Linked DNA regions of Mus musculus: regions 1, 2, 4 and 5 are each linked to region 3. A link is a contact called in public ChIA-PET, HiChIP or PLAC-seq and promoter capture Hi-C data. All regions are on one chromosome and are shown on one strand. The core of a region is the stretch at or near the end of the contact, and the rest is flanking DNA. Distances in the headings are between cores, read along the strand shown.

Evidence for each region. ChIA-PET counts read pairs in DNA pulled down with a chosen protein or histone mark. HiChIP or PLAC-seq counts read pairs in DNA pulled down with a chosen protein or histone mark. Capture Hi-C pulls out chosen DNA fragments and counts their contacts.
Region 1: an RNA polymerase II ChIA-PET map of memory CD8 T cells shows a contact between it and region 3, with 10 read pairs. The contact joins the enhancer-like site here to the promoter of 5430402O13Rik in region 3. A contact is called at or near these places in 1 of 39 promoter capture datasets (embryonic stem cells), 5 of 115 datasets of contacts at active chromatin or transcription factors (bone marrow-derived macrophages, large pre-B cells, memory CD8 T cells and 1 more) and 2 of 9 other capture datasets (embryonic stem cells and liver).
Region 2: an H3K4me3 HiChIP or PLAC-seq map of bone marrow-derived macrophages shows a contact between it and region 3, with 4 times the contacts expected there. The contact joins the promoter of Npy here to the promoter of 5430402O13Rik in region 3. A contact is called at or near these places in 9 of 39 promoter capture datasets (the 3T3-L1 cell line, embryonic stem cells, frontonasal cranial neural crest and 6 more), 1 of 484 Hi-C or Micro-C datasets (bone marrow-derived macrophages), 4 of 115 datasets of contacts at active chromatin or transcription factors (acute myeloid leukemia, bone marrow-derived macrophages and embryonic forebrain) and 2 of 9 other capture datasets (embryonic stem cells and macrophages).
Region 4: an H3K4me3 HiChIP or PLAC-seq map of bone marrow-derived macrophages shows a contact between it and region 3, with 4 times the contacts expected there. The contact joins the enhancer-like site here to the promoter of 5430402O13Rik in region 3. A contact is called at or near these places in 1 of 39 promoter capture datasets (embryonic stem cells) and 6 of 115 datasets of contacts at active chromatin or transcription factors (bone marrow-derived macrophages, embryonic forebrain, embryonic stem cells and 2 more).
Region 5: a contact with region 3 is called in a promoter capture Hi-C map of adipose tissue. The contact joins the promoter of Snx10 here to the promoter of 5430402O13Rik in region 3. A contact is called at or near these places in 2 of 39 promoter capture datasets (both in liver) and 1 of 9 other capture datasets (adipose tissue).

Annotation. Positions count from the first base shown.
Region 1 is chr6:50,008,256-50,010,955 of GRCm38.p6, forward strand. No RefSeq gene overlaps it. Among named protein-coding and RNA genes, the nearest start is that of Gm38805, 100 kb to the right of the region's middle. Within about 2 kb of position 1,271, at least 53 of the 459 cell types and tissues checked have an H3K27ac peak or open chromatin away from gene starts, as enhancers often do. A contact at or near this core is called in memory CD8 T cells, where this site is marked.
Region 2 is chr6:49,821,308-49,824,007 of GRCm38.p6, forward strand. Npy (neuropeptide Y) reads left to right here and starts at 1,403. Exons shown (of 4, transcript NM_023456.3): 1 at 1,403-1,494; 2 at 2,291-2,478. The coding sequence starts at 2,291.
Region 3 is chr6:50,565,350-50,568,049 of GRCm38.p6, forward strand. 5430402O13Rik (RIKEN cDNA 5430402O13 gene) reads left to right here and starts at 1,294. Exons shown (of 3, transcript NR_027892.1): 1 at 1,294-1,673. It overlaps Cycs (cytochrome c, somatic), which reads right to left and starts at 1,220. Exons shown (of 3, transcript NM_007808.5): 1 at 1,067-1,220; 2 at 143-319; 3 at 1-36. The coding sequence starts at 311.
Region 4 is chr6:49,742,164-49,744,863 of GRCm38.p6, forward strand. No RefSeq gene overlaps it. Among named protein-coding and RNA genes, the nearest start is that of Npy, 79 kb to the right of the region's middle. Within about 2 kb of position 1,253, at least 5 of the 459 cell types and tissues checked have an H3K27ac peak or open chromatin away from gene starts, as enhancers often do. A contact at or near this core is called in bone marrow-derived macrophages, where this site is marked.
Region 5 is chr6:51,522,468-51,525,167 of GRCm38.p6, forward strand. Snx10 (sorting nexin 10) reads left to right here and starts at 1,436. Exons shown (of 7, transcript NM_001127349.1): 1 at 1,436-1,567.

The DNA.
Region 1 (2,700 bases), core at 21-2,520, 560 kb before region 3:
GAGGTGTTCATCTGACAGGAAGAACTATCCACTCTGAACAGTCAAACCTATCTCCAGCCCCTAAAACCAGACTCCACCCCAGGGTGCAGCTACAGAAAGACAGATCACTGCTCAGAACTTGACTGCAAGCAGCAAGCCCTGGGAGATTATAGAAAATGCCGATATCTCGGTCTCACTTTCAGAAATTCTTAATTGATTTAGAGTGGGGTCCAGACCCTGGGGCTTTTACGGCTTCTGCAGAGTGCTTCTCAGATGCAGCAAATCCTGAGGACTGCTGAGACAAGTCTCTCAGTAAGAGAAGGCAAGAAGTCAGCTGGGTCTGATTATGCCCAAAGTCTCTTTCCTAAACTTTTGAATTGCTAAGATACTTCTCTGAGTTTGCTCTTCATGGCTACTATTGATGACTTTATGATCAATTATTACTGAATATGAGGGCTACAATATTTTACATGTAGCACGATGACAAGCTGTATACAACACAAAACCACATCCGTTGTATTGGATTCCTGTCTTTTCAAAATTATGTTCAAGGCAAAGAGGCCAAGAAAATGCACGATAAATTTAGACTGTTATTAATGTGAAACCACCCCTGGCCCTTTGTCCAAGCATAGAGGGAGTTTCTGCAGACAAATCCTAACAGTGCTCACAAATAAACCTTCAGTGAGAAATGCAATCTAATTGTTTCAAGAGAAAACATAAAAGACTTATGACTTAGAATTTTCCAGAAGGGGATGTGAAGAGTGTGGGGTATAACTGCCAGCTGAAAGTGAAAAAGTGAAGTAGGGGTGTTTAAGCCTTGCCTGTACACCCTTAACTGTTGGATCACTTCTCTCACTCCTAGCTCTGAGTGTTCCGTTTGGCAGACACGGTCAGAATCCCTTCAAACGGCAGTCTGCACTTCACACAAGGGCCTGAACTCATTTCCACAAAGGAACTTCAAACCCTGGTTGCCAGCTGACTGTTTAAAGATAGAAGCACAGGGCCTGTACCAATATAACTGCTTCAGTAGGTTCAAGGGGTCTGGCCTAGTAGAAACAAGTTCTGGATCTGATTGAGCCTGCCACAGTCCTGCAGGGTGACTTTGGACAGACTATGGTACCCTTGATGCTTCAAACACCTTAGGGAGTCAGCAGACACAGAGACATTCTGGCTCACTTGCACAGGAACATTGAGAAGCCCAGAAATGCTTCTGAAGAGGCCCTGTTCTTGGCAGCAAAGGAAGTGTGAGGCTGGGCTCTGCTGAAGTCCTCTGAACTTTGAACTTGATGCAGCTTTGTGGTTTGCGTCGCGGGCAGGGCTGTGACAGACAGCGGGGTTAAAGTGGTGATGTTTGGCACTTGTGCACAGGGAAGCAAGCTCAGGAGGCTCACGGCTGGGAGATCACTGCCGATAAAGCAAAGATGGAGAGCTGAACTAGTCCTCTGTGGAAATGAGGCGTTCACAGCACATTGCAAGCAAATCAATTGCAAACTGTTAGTATTGAACTCGTCAATTTTTTTTTTTGAGTGAAGCAGAATGGGTTGACAAACAAATAATCCTCTTGTGCTGCGTGGAGCCCAGGGAGGTGAAGGATGCTGGGAAAGGAGAAATGTCACTCATGTGTGAGAATAAATGTCTGAGGTCTCAGAACTATTGGAACCAGCCTTGCAGGCAGGTAAACAAGATTGGCAAGAACAGAAGGCGGTCGTTAATGAGCCAGTCTGCAGCCTAGGAAGGCAGCAAATGGTAGGGAAACCAGAAGGAATCTTAGAAAAAGAAGGGAAAGCAAGCCAGAGTCCCATCATCAAGGAACAGGCGTCACCCTGATGCTCCAATAAGGAACCAAAGGGAGGCACATTGTTCAGGAGGAGGCTACAGCACGTCAAACTCGCTGTCAGACACTTTCCTCAGAGGCACTGGGAAGAACAATTTGGCACTTGATTCACTGTCCCTGCCACCAGCTCTGACTCTCCTGCTGTCTTAGGCAAGGAACCATGTTTGCCAAGACTCCATCTCTTGTTCCTGTCTGCTAGTGTCTGCCCTTCGCCCATCTATCTCTGCTTCAGCAACTCTTAGCGTCCACAGTGGGATTGTGTTACAACACAAATCTCAAAGTCACATGTGCCACACAATGGACTTCAACTCCAGATGGGTTCTTAGGGCTGCTGGGTAAGGGAACCAACCAGTTTTGGTTTTGGTTTTGTTGTTGTTGTTGTGTTGGTTTTTGTTTGTTTGTTTGATTTTTTTTTTTTTTGGTTTTTTTGTTTTGTTTTGTTTTGTTTTGTCACCTTAACACACATTGAGTCACCTGGGAAGAGGGAACTTCAACTGAGGAATTGCCTCCATCAGATTGGCCTAAGGGCATGTCTGTGGGACTTTTTCTTGCTTGCTAATTGCTTTCTGTAATCCACTGTGGGTTCCACCCCTGAGCAAGGAATTCTGAGTTATACAAGAAAGATAACTGAGCTTAAGCCAGAGGAAGCAAGCCAGGAAACATCCTTCCACATGGTCTCTGCTTCAATTCCTGCCCTGACTACCGTCAGTGATGAACCTGGAAGTATCACATGAAGTGGACCCTCTCCTCCCAGAGTTGCTGTTTGCCATGGTATTTATCTCAGCAACAATATGTTTCGCTAAGCAACTTGGTTCCTCTAAGCAAACTAGAATATCAATTGTTCCTTGCTTTGGTCACCACCCAGCAGCAAGCTCCCCAATTCCACC
Region 2 (2,700 bases), core at 153-2,652, 740 kb before region 3:
CAAAAGTGGTGCCCCTCCCTCGCGCCCTAAGGTGTACTTTCTCCGAGATCCTGTGACTCCTGCTAAATCCAGGCTTCAACTGATGTGAATCTCTGATTCACTACAAAAATATAATTACATTATTGAACAGTAGTGTGTGCCTTCCTCCTTATCAGAGAGGACTTGTTAGATGCTTTGCCTTTTATCAAATGTCCTCATGTGGGCACAAAAGCAGCCCTGACAGCTCAGTGTTTGTGGCCCTGGTGCAGGTTTCTGACGTAGGGAAAGTGAAGTCTTCCAGCTGCGAGGGATATTGTTGTTCTGGTTTATCATTCGATCACATAGTCTCTCTCTCTCTCTCTCTCTCTCTCTCTCTCTCTCTCTCTCTCTCTCACTCTCTCTCTCTCTCTTCCTCCCTCCCTCCCTCCCTCTCTCCCTCCCTCCCTCTCTCCCTCTTATTAGTAGTCAATTTAGCACTATTTAAACAACCCGCAAAGTGACACTCAAACGAAATCATTTAGTTTAGCTTTAAAATAACGCGTAAATTCCACTTTAGCAATGGACCATTTCACTTAGATTCAAACTTCCAGGGGCACTTACTCAAGCGTACCTTGTAAAAATCCCTATCTGGTAAACATAACTTCAATATCGTTCATATTTATTCAACAAGTTTAACGCGACAAGCACACTGGTGTTGGTTTTTTAATCTGCTCCATTTCAATCTGAAAGCAAGTGCTCATTCAGACGCTAACCAAGCTCACTCGGGACTTCACAGGGTTTACAGACAGGGGTGCGAATCGCCGCCACTTTCCACTCTAGATACAGAAGCTCATGGACCGCGGGCTCCCAGTGGCAGCCTCGGGGAGTTTCTGGCTGAGGCCGAACCCGGCTAGCAGCGTTGGGGAGAGTGCTTGGGGGAGGGCCCACCTTTTGGGGAGACCAGTAGATCCAATGGGTCTATGGAAGCCACTGGGACCTTGCGGTCCCGCACACCTGCACCGGGAGCGGGAAAAACCTCGCTCGCCTGCCTCCCTCCCAGAGCGCGCAGTTATCCCGCGGGCCCCAGATATGCTCCCCAAGTAGAATATTCAGGTCCCTACAGACCCGCACGCAGAGAGCTGACAATTCCCGCGACAGGCAACCTAAGCGGTCCCGCTTCATCTCCCTAGCGGGACTCGACGGTCGGGGATAGAGAGAGGGCTCCGAGGGTGCTCACTCTTGACTGTTCCCTTCTCCCCGCAGAGCGGGCCGCTTAGAATTGGGGTGTGGGTGGCTCCAGACGCCGCCACTCGAGCGGCAGTGGCTCCAGCCTCCTCCCCCGCCGCTGGGGGCGGGAAGTGGCTGTGGGAGTCACCCGGGCGTGACTGCCCCCGAGGCCCCTCCTGCCGCGACAAGGGCGCTCCATAAAAGCCTGTGGGCGACCCGCTCTCCGCATCCCACCGGTGGATCTCTTCTCTCACAGAGGCACCCAGAGCAGAGCACCCGCCGCTCAGCGACGACTGCCCGCCCGCCACGGTGAGTGCCAGGATCAACTGGGACAGGGGCGCGGGCTCCCAGACGCCAGTGAACTTGCCCCGCAGCCGGTCCCCTGAGCTTGCTCTGCCAGCTTGACACCCAGCTCTTTGGGGCGCCTAAATTTCACTTGCTGGACTCAGGTTCTACTGTCCACCTGCCCTTCCCCGGGACCCTCCAATCTGGGCGCCCCGCCTCCGTGCCTCTTATCTTTTGAGGGTAGGGAGAAGAACCTGGGAACACCTATCCCAGGGCAGCGGTGGGGTTTTGTTTGGTTGTTTGTTTGTTTGGTTGGTTGGTTGGTTACAACCAGGAACCCAGATTGCATGTGTGCTCCTAGTGGGAGATTCCCCCAAGTATTGTCTCTAGCACGGTGAGCTCTGTTGCCTCCAAAATCCGAACTGAGCCTCTGGGTATCCGACTGTCACAGCGCTTGTAGCCACACAAATCAAAAGCAACCCAGAAGAAAAGTTTTCTCCTCCAAGGGTGATTTAGGAACGAGAGGAGAAAAGTGGTCATTCTTTAAGATAGAGGGCAGAACTTCCAATTCTGTTCTGAAAAGGGGACCTCTGCCTCTCACCAGGAGAATCGGAGGAAGTTTTCTGAAATATGTGGACGGGGCAGAAGATCCAGGTCGGGGCAAGTGGTCTTCTAAAGATTTGGAAGTGGCGCCTGCCCAGTCTGGGCTTTTATTCTAGGGTCTGGGATGGGATTAGATGAGGGTCTAGAGTGATAGCTGGAATTGGGACAAAGACGAGCAATCTCAGCATCTCCAAGTCTGAGCCTTCTGTATCCACAGATGCTAGGTAACAAGCGAATGGGGCTGTGTGGACTGACCCTCGCTCTATCTCTGCTCGTGTGTTTGGGCATTCTGGCTGAGGGGTACCCCTCCAAGCCGGACAATCCGGGCGAGGACGCGCCAGCAGAGGACATGGCCAGATACTACTCCGCTCTGCGACACTACATCAATCTCATCACCAGACAGAGGTGGGTGCATACGCGGCTGGTACCTAGAGCCGGGAAAACTTGCGGTTCTGGAGATCTTGGACATCAGGGATCATTTCTTTCTCCTTGTTCATAGGGCAGGATCAGACATAAATTCAGCTCTAGATAAATATGTGAGCTGGGTACACACTCCACAAACTGGATACATTGTCTTTGTCACTAGACTTTCTCTCCAAGACCCAAGCCCAAGGTTCAGTGCCTCTA
Region 3 (2,700 bases), core at 44-2,543:
AATACTCCATCAGGGTATCCTCTCCCCAGGTGATGCCTAAACAGAAAGAGATGCAGAGGTTAAGTGTTTTACACACCTGGTAATTCTGCACTGGTTAACCCAAGCAACCTGTGCTGTGGCTGACAGCAGCTCCCCCCGTTACCTTTGTTCTTGTTGGCATCTGTGTAAGAGAATCCAGCAGCCTGGCCTGTCTTCCGCCCGAACAGACCGTGGAGATTTGGTCCAGTCTTATGCTTGCCTCCCTTTTCCACAGTGTGGCACTGGGCACACTTCTGAACAAAAATCTTCTTGCCTTTTTCAACATCACCCATTTTTAATTCTAAAAGGGAAAAGATCCAACAGTAAAACGTACTACGGATCCCAATGACCATTCAAACCGCTATTCTTATGTCCTCTTAACACCAGGCAGGGTGCTAACTCAGTCCACTTGCAATATTCTTCAATAGCAAATACATCACCTAGGAGACTCTCCTTTAAAGCAAGTCTGTGCTCAAGACAGGTCCATGCCAAGGGAAATGGAAACCCACAGCTCAAACCCCAGTTTCCGAAGAAGGCAAGGTCAAAAAGTCACAAATATGAAACCGGACTCATTAAAGCAAAACCACTACAACTCTTAACATTTCAGAATGCTAAACTGCTGTCAGTGCTGCCGATTAAAGTCACTTCCAAAGATAAGGGAGGCTGGGGGTGATCCTAAGTGCTTCCGCCTGCTCCGGTCTCATTAGGAGGTTAAGTCTCTTCTCTCTTGCTTTAGTCCGGCACGGGAAGGCGAGGGAGGACTGGGGAAGGAACCGTCTCACTCTCACGTTGAGATCCCAGGGGTGACTACGACTTTACAAACCCACCCTCCCAGATGCTTAATCAGGAAAAGAACTGGCCCAGTCCTGAAGGAACAGCAGCTTCTGCTCTCAGAAGGGGCGGCGGGCGAGTTCCTTCTAGAACTCCGGGCCCCGGTCCTACACCCACGCCGCCTCCAGCCGTGCCACAGTTCTGCATGGCTTTGTAGGTTAGGCCTGCCCCGGCCTCCTCGCCCCGTTCCCGGTCCGCATCCCCGTCGCGCGCTCACCGTTCCGGGCTGGTCAACACCACGAACGTTCGGACTCGAAGACAGACGTCCCGCGCTCTAGCCCAAGGACACGCCGGCCCGCGCCTATGTACCGGTGTCGGTGCAACCACACTTGTTCCGCCCGTCCGCGGCCCGACGTGCGGTAGCGCCGTCTGCTGCGCCGTGACGTAACCGCACCTCATTGGCTCCAGGACAGGTTTGTGCGCGCGCATGCGAGCTAGCATGGTAGGATGTGCCCAGAGGGCGCCCTTCCTTCAGAGGCCTCGTTTGCCCGACACTTACGACAGGCCTTAGGACGTAAGGCGTGGACGTGCGTGACGTCACCCTCTGGCCTGCGAGATGGCGAGGGCAAGTAGCGGGGCCGATGCTCCCTTGGGATCCGGGTGTGGCTCGGCTCAGGTAACGCCCGGCCCTAGGACTCCTTCGGCCTCCGCCCACGGGGAGTGCTGAGACTGCCGGCCGGTGTGCTGGCGACCTTTACCCAGGCTTGGTCAAGGCTTCCTGGCTGGCGCAACTGCACTGGCCTCGCAGTGGACGCCTGCTGGTGACCTTTACTCTGTTAAACCATCTTCCTGCTCTCCCAGTGAGAGCCTCAAAGCTGGGGAAGGTACGCACAAGTGGCAGACAGGATCACATCTTACCCAGAGTCCCTGTTTTCTTCCCCTAGTGTTTGTAGAAAACGAGGAGGGTGTGCAGGCAAGCTTTAAGGGAGAAGCAGGATTCGCCTGAGTAGAGGATTCCCGGGAATCCGCTAGACTTGGCATCCCTTCTGACCATATTGGAAATGGAAGTCTCCTTAGCATACTTTCCTGGTGTACTTCAAAACGAACTCACAGACACTTTAAATTCTGCCACTGGACGTTTTCTTCATTACTCCCCTCTCCCAAATTCAGATGAATGTCGGTCCATTCCCTATGTTCTGTCTAGCCTTGACATAGTTTATCGTGTGTTTATAGATGCCTGGTGTGTGCCGGGCCCTTCTCAGTATGAACTCACATATTCTGGTTGAGCTTGTTTATATTCTACCACTTTTCCTTCCGCCATCAGATTAACATGAGATGTTAGAAGGCTGGTCTAAAGTCTCAATAGATCTCTTTCCAGCCACTGGTCCTATCTGCTCAAAGATGTCAGTTTGTGTGAGTATAGTTGTTAGGTATTCCCAGGGATAGTTGATTCCAGAACAATCCCCAGAACCCATACAGAATTCCATGGGTGTTTAAGTCCTTCACATGAAATGATGTAATATTTGTATATAATCTACACAATCTCCCCAATATTTAAATAATTTCTAGATTATAACTTATACTGCCAAATGCAGTGCTGTATGGTGTCACTTAGGGAAAATGACAAAAACGCTAGTCATTCTGTATTGGTGAGAATATTGTAAGCCTAACTACATAGTATGTGATGTGATCTGCTGATTTCTGAAGACATGGATATGGGAACCATAGATAAGGAGGTCTGATGTATTTTCATTGTTATTAAACTGTCCTAGCTTTTGGGGGTACTCGTTCAGCATTTAGACTTAGTCCTTATGTAGGTTTATTTTAAGTTATTTGTATATAGGCTTATTTATCAAACTCTTAAAGTTTTTAAAGACCTGATGTAGCAAATCTGTAGACATTCAATATGTC
Region 4 (2,700 bases), core at 3-2,502, 820 kb before region 3:
ACCCATGGAAATCAGTATCTGGAAGCTGATCCCCTTAGACACAGAGAATCATCCTGGGGGTGGTCGTAACCTAGGCATGACCAGTTACCCCTTTCTAACATTGACCTGGGGGATGGGCTCAGAGGAGGGTTGGTGCCTTCCTTGGCACCTGATCCCAGTTCTCTGGGCTCCCAGTTTAGGAATGGAGGAGTAGGAGTTGTCAGTCTGGAGGGGAATGGAAGAACAGTGCACAGACATAATCAGAGGAGAAACATGGAGAAGGGGGCACCCTCATTCCTCAACAGACTTTGACACCTGGTCTCAGTGGCCATGAAAACACTCCATTTCCAGAGATTTCTTGCTTTGGGGAGTAAAAGTGGCCAATAGCTCAAGCAGCTCCTTTGTATGTGATTATCTTCAGTCGTCCCACAACTGGCCAAGACAAAGACCATGTCCTGAGGAGCCATGCAGGCTCATTCCTGTAAGTCATGGGAGCTCTCAGACTGGAGGAGTTGGTAGAGACTGTTGAGATGCTCTCAGAGCTCAGCACAGCCCAAGGCTTCTCTTTTCCCAGACCTGCCTCCTCTCTCCTCCCTACACAGGCATCAGATCTACACAATGATCCATAGGCTCCTCCTGTCCTCCCAGCTCCTCCATATCCTAGGGACACTCATTCCATTTAAACTCTTCTGTAGCTAATCCACCTTGAGTGTCAGCCTCTGGGGGACCTGAACCAAGGCAGCCTCCAGACCATTTGACAGGGCTGAGATGAAGATTAACATCTTGGACACGTTCTTGGAGTGGTAGAGAACAAGTTTGTGAACACTTGAAGTTCTTAAGGGTAAAGGGAACAAGAATAATGAAAGAAGACAGTAGACGAATGAAGGAAAACAAACAAACAAAAATACGTCTAACCAGGGAAACTTTGCTCAGTGGGCGGTCAGGAGCCCAGAATAGATGGATTCCAGTGTTGTTTCTCCCTGTCTCCTGATGGTAGGAGAAGAGGTATTTTGAGTCTGTTGCAACAAATACTCTTCTTGGACCTTGAGTCCTCCCCTTCCCATACTTCCTGATTTGGTTTTATTTTTAAACATGAAAAAGATTGCCCTAAACTTACTTCCAGTCAGATTCAGTGGGGCCTTCAGTTACTCACAGAGATTTTGCATCCCTCCAGCTCACAGCTGGCATTGCTCATTCTTCCTCGGGACAATTAGAGCGCCAGCTCCTCTGTAAAGCAAGGTTTCTGGAGATGATTTACCATGCAGCTGAAGGAGGGTCTAGAATTAGTCACTTCCTTTTCTCAGAACACGCAGAACTACCACCTAAGAAGGACATGTCTGGGACTCAGGGTGACATGAGGCTCTTTAGGTAGCAGTAGAGTGGCTCAAAGTGAGTTGTTATTTATTTATTTATTTATTTATTTATTTATTTTATTAGTTTCTCCTTTGAAGGCCTGAATGGCCACATGAGATGACACTTTTGGAGCTTTTAGTGACAGACTGTTATGAAGTCACCCATGATGGTGAACCTCTCCAGTATTGATTTCACAACCCGATGTCTCTGTTCTCCATTCACTATCAACTTACTGGTATTTCAGTATCTTAAAGAGCAGCCTCTATTTTAGAGAATGACCTATATCACCCCTCTTTGATCTTGAACTTAGCTGCTCAAGTCTATAGGACCCGCCTCTAATCATTGATTTCAGCAACTTATAGCTGGCCTATTCATTCATGCAGACATAGTTCTTGCTTCTCAGCTTACCTTCATTTGGGTAAGAAATGTTCTTCTAATGGACTGGAGCTAAGAGTTACATGGACTCCTTGAATCTGTACTTATCTTCCCATCTACTGAGTAGAAGGAAACTCAGCTTGCTTCTGCTTTGAAGGATAGGCAATCTGGGGCTTTGGAAGAACACATACCCTGGCCCTTTTTACCTCCTTTGCATCAGAGGCAGGGCCTGTACTAAGTGATGTGTATGTTTTAAACTTGTTTGTAGTGTTAAATTAGTTGGATCCTTGTAATCATTAGTTCCATTAGAGTAGGGACTCACACTCTGCCACTGTTTCACTAGAAGCACTTAATATTCTACACCTTTACAGGCCAAGTGCATCAACTGATAAAAGATGAATAGAAAATTTATTGCAAGTAATTGGAGAGATAGCTGGGCATGTACTTCTCTTACAGGGAATTTAAGTTCAACTGCAGGTAAATTCTACTTCAGGGGGATCTGACATCCTCTTCTGACCTCCACAGGAACAGGCACTTATGCCATACCCATATAAGCCCACCCCACAAATATACATAGTTAAGAATAGCATTACTTTAAAAAAAAGAAAGATCAACTTCTTTGTGTTCTGTAGTCCTTAGAAATTTAGGGTAAGTGTGTGGGGCAGGTGGGAGATAGTTTTGGTTTCTATTTGATGCTGCACTTAAAACTCCACTCAACGTTCTAACCTTCGAGTTTCTGTACATTTTCTACCTCGTGAGCTATCCCAGAGCACTCCTCCCTACTGATTCTGGTACCCTGCCACACTCAGTGTGTGGATCCTGATCCCAGACAGCTTTTGCTGGGGCTCATTCATGACATCTGAGAGAGAGGCCGTCACGAAATTCCAGACAAAAGAAACTTGAAAAGAAATCTGTGTTTATGCATTTTTAATGATAATAATAAAAAAAACCTGTCCTACTATACAGCAGAATGTTCTCTCCCTCGTCATTTTG
Region 5 (2,700 bases), core at 186-2,685, 960 kb after region 3:
GATCCTTCTGCCTCCAGCTCCTGAATGCTGAGATTGCACACGTGTTTCAGTCATTACCGTGCTAAATCCATAAATGTTGTAAATCTTAAATGCATTGTCAAACACTGGGCAGAGTGTGCACACCTTTAATCCCAGCACTTGGGAGGCAGAGGCAGGCGGATCTCTGTGAGTTCGAAACCATCCTGGTCTACATAGAGTTCCAGGACAGCTATATATATTAAGACCATGTCTTAAATAAACACAAAACCAAACAAACAAAAACAAAATATAACAAATTCTATTGTCCTCCAATACTGTATACTAACATATTGTAGTTTAAAACCAGCTATTGAGTACTTAAAGTATAAAGTAAATGACTATTCCATTAGGGTGAATTTTTGTAGACATTACTTGAACATAGGTTTGAAATGTGCCCAGATTGCTTAAAACAATACATTAAGATCCTAGGCTTAAGCTGTATAAATATCACATATTCAATTCTCAATCTCCAGGGCTAAATGCTCTCATAGTAAAGTTTTTGTACTTTTTTTTTTTTTGGTTTTTCAAGACAGGGTTTCTCTGTGTATTCTTGGCTGTCCTGGAACTCACTTTGTAGACCAGGCTGGCCTTAAACTCAAAAATCTGTGAGTTCCAAGACAGCCAGGGGTATAAGGAGAAACGCTGTCTCGAAAAACAAACAAACATACAAAAAGCAAAACAAACGATGGTTGCATGTATTATAGTTTGGGTGCAATTTTAGGTCATTAAATACCAATGATGCAAAAAAAAAAAAAAAAAAAAAACAATGATGCAGCACTCAGAGATACGAGTCTAAGATAAGACATTGCATTTTGGCAAGTTTTGTTCAGGAGGTCAGTGTAGCTATGGAATATAGTCATGGACAACTTTTCTAGGAGGATGCTGGATGGTCCAAGATTCGCTGAGTCTTTCTTTTTTGTCCTTAGATTTATTTATTTTATTTTATGACTGTTTTGGCTTCCTGGATGTATGTGCACCACGTGAGTGCTAGGGCAGAAGAGGGTGGTGACTGGAGTTAAAGGCAGTTGTGAGCTACTGTATGGATGCTGGGAGCCAGGTCCTTTGCAAGGGCAAAAAGTGCTCTCAGCCTTGAGCCATGCACACAGGTGGGTGAGAGCCAGCTCAGATGATCTATAGGAACCGGACATATCTTTGGCAGACTCTCATAGCTTTCTCCTCATCGTACATGAAAACACATTTTTTAAAAAGTTACGGAGATATTAAAAATATTGTTATAGCAAACAGTATATGCCCTCCATCGAGATCCTGCTAACATCTAGTCATGCTTGTTTGTTATTGGCTTCTCTCATCTTGATTCCTCACTGCTGGGTAGGGAGAAAGACCCGCTAGCTAGGTGGCCTTTCCTACGTTAAGGCTGGCAGTGGCGGGTGGGGGTGGGGGGCGGCGGCGGGCGCGCAGGGCGGGGCGGGGCGCTGCGTGCGCTGGACGCGGGGCTGCGCTCCTCGGGTTCGCTCTTAGGCGCTCGTCGCCGCCGCGCCTTGAGTCAGCAAACTCCGCCGTGCTCCGGGCCGGGCGTTCAGAACCGCGTGTGAGTAAACTGAGCCTTAGGGAGGGAGTCGGGTGGCGGGCGCCGCGCCTGCCCCGGCACCTGCTCAGCTCGGCTGGGGACGCCGGGGCTGCTGGAGCGAGCAGGTTCTCTCCCCGACCCCCACTTCTTTCCGAATACAAGGCCAGGCACCTTTGAGTTTAGAGGCTGGGAGGGCCAGGGGAGGTTTTTTTTTTTTTTTTTTCTCTTTCATGGGATTGTGGGATTGATGGAAAAGGCCGCGGAGGAAACCCACGCTGATGAGCTGATGATCGGGTTTGCTGAGATTGGGAAGCAACAGCCTGTTTTATCGGTTCTGGACACATCACACTCCTTTGCTAAAATTACAAGTATTGTTAAGGGGATGGTCACGGGATGTCTGCTTCCGCAAAGCACAGGCGCGTGGAGAGCGATGGATCAGAAATTGAGAACACTGATCTCAATTTTCGTGATCTCCATCAACCCTTTTAGTTTGCGACAGGGGAAACCAAGGTCTGCAAGGGTGGAGCAGCATGCACCCGGTGGGAGGGGTGTGTGAAAATCCCTCTCGTCCGGGGAGTGGGCTTGTGGGAGTGGCCGGAAGTGGGCTGGGGGTATTATGGAACTCCTTCAACCAGTGGCCAATCGGGGGGGGGGGGGGAGGGGGGCTTTTCTGGAGGAGGAGAAGGAGGAGGTTAAGTATCCTGGCAACAATCAAGCGTGACTTCGCTTGATTCCTGTCGCTAAGGCAAGGATACAACGGGACAGTCATTCGGGTTGCACCCAACCTCTCCGTGTCTTCCTCCCTTCTGATCCTGGGAATAGGCCCATGGTCTTGAGCATGTCATTAGCAAGCATTTTACCACTGCGCTGCACCCCAGCTCCCGTTTATTTTTAAAGGAGTGGTTGACTGACAGACTGTTTTGAATAGCGATATAAGTGTAGATATATTTAGAAGTGACTGTGTGGAGATGTTCAAGACCTCATTAGCAGTTTCCTCAAGTTATCCAGACCATCCATCCCGGGTTCTGTCAGTGCATTCTTAGCTACAGACACGGGCCTGACTGGCACTGCCCTAAAGAAGGTGTGCCCATGGTGGTGGTGGGGTGGGGTTGCAGCCTTCTGGCCTGCGTGCTTCTTTCTCCACTGCTCTGAAC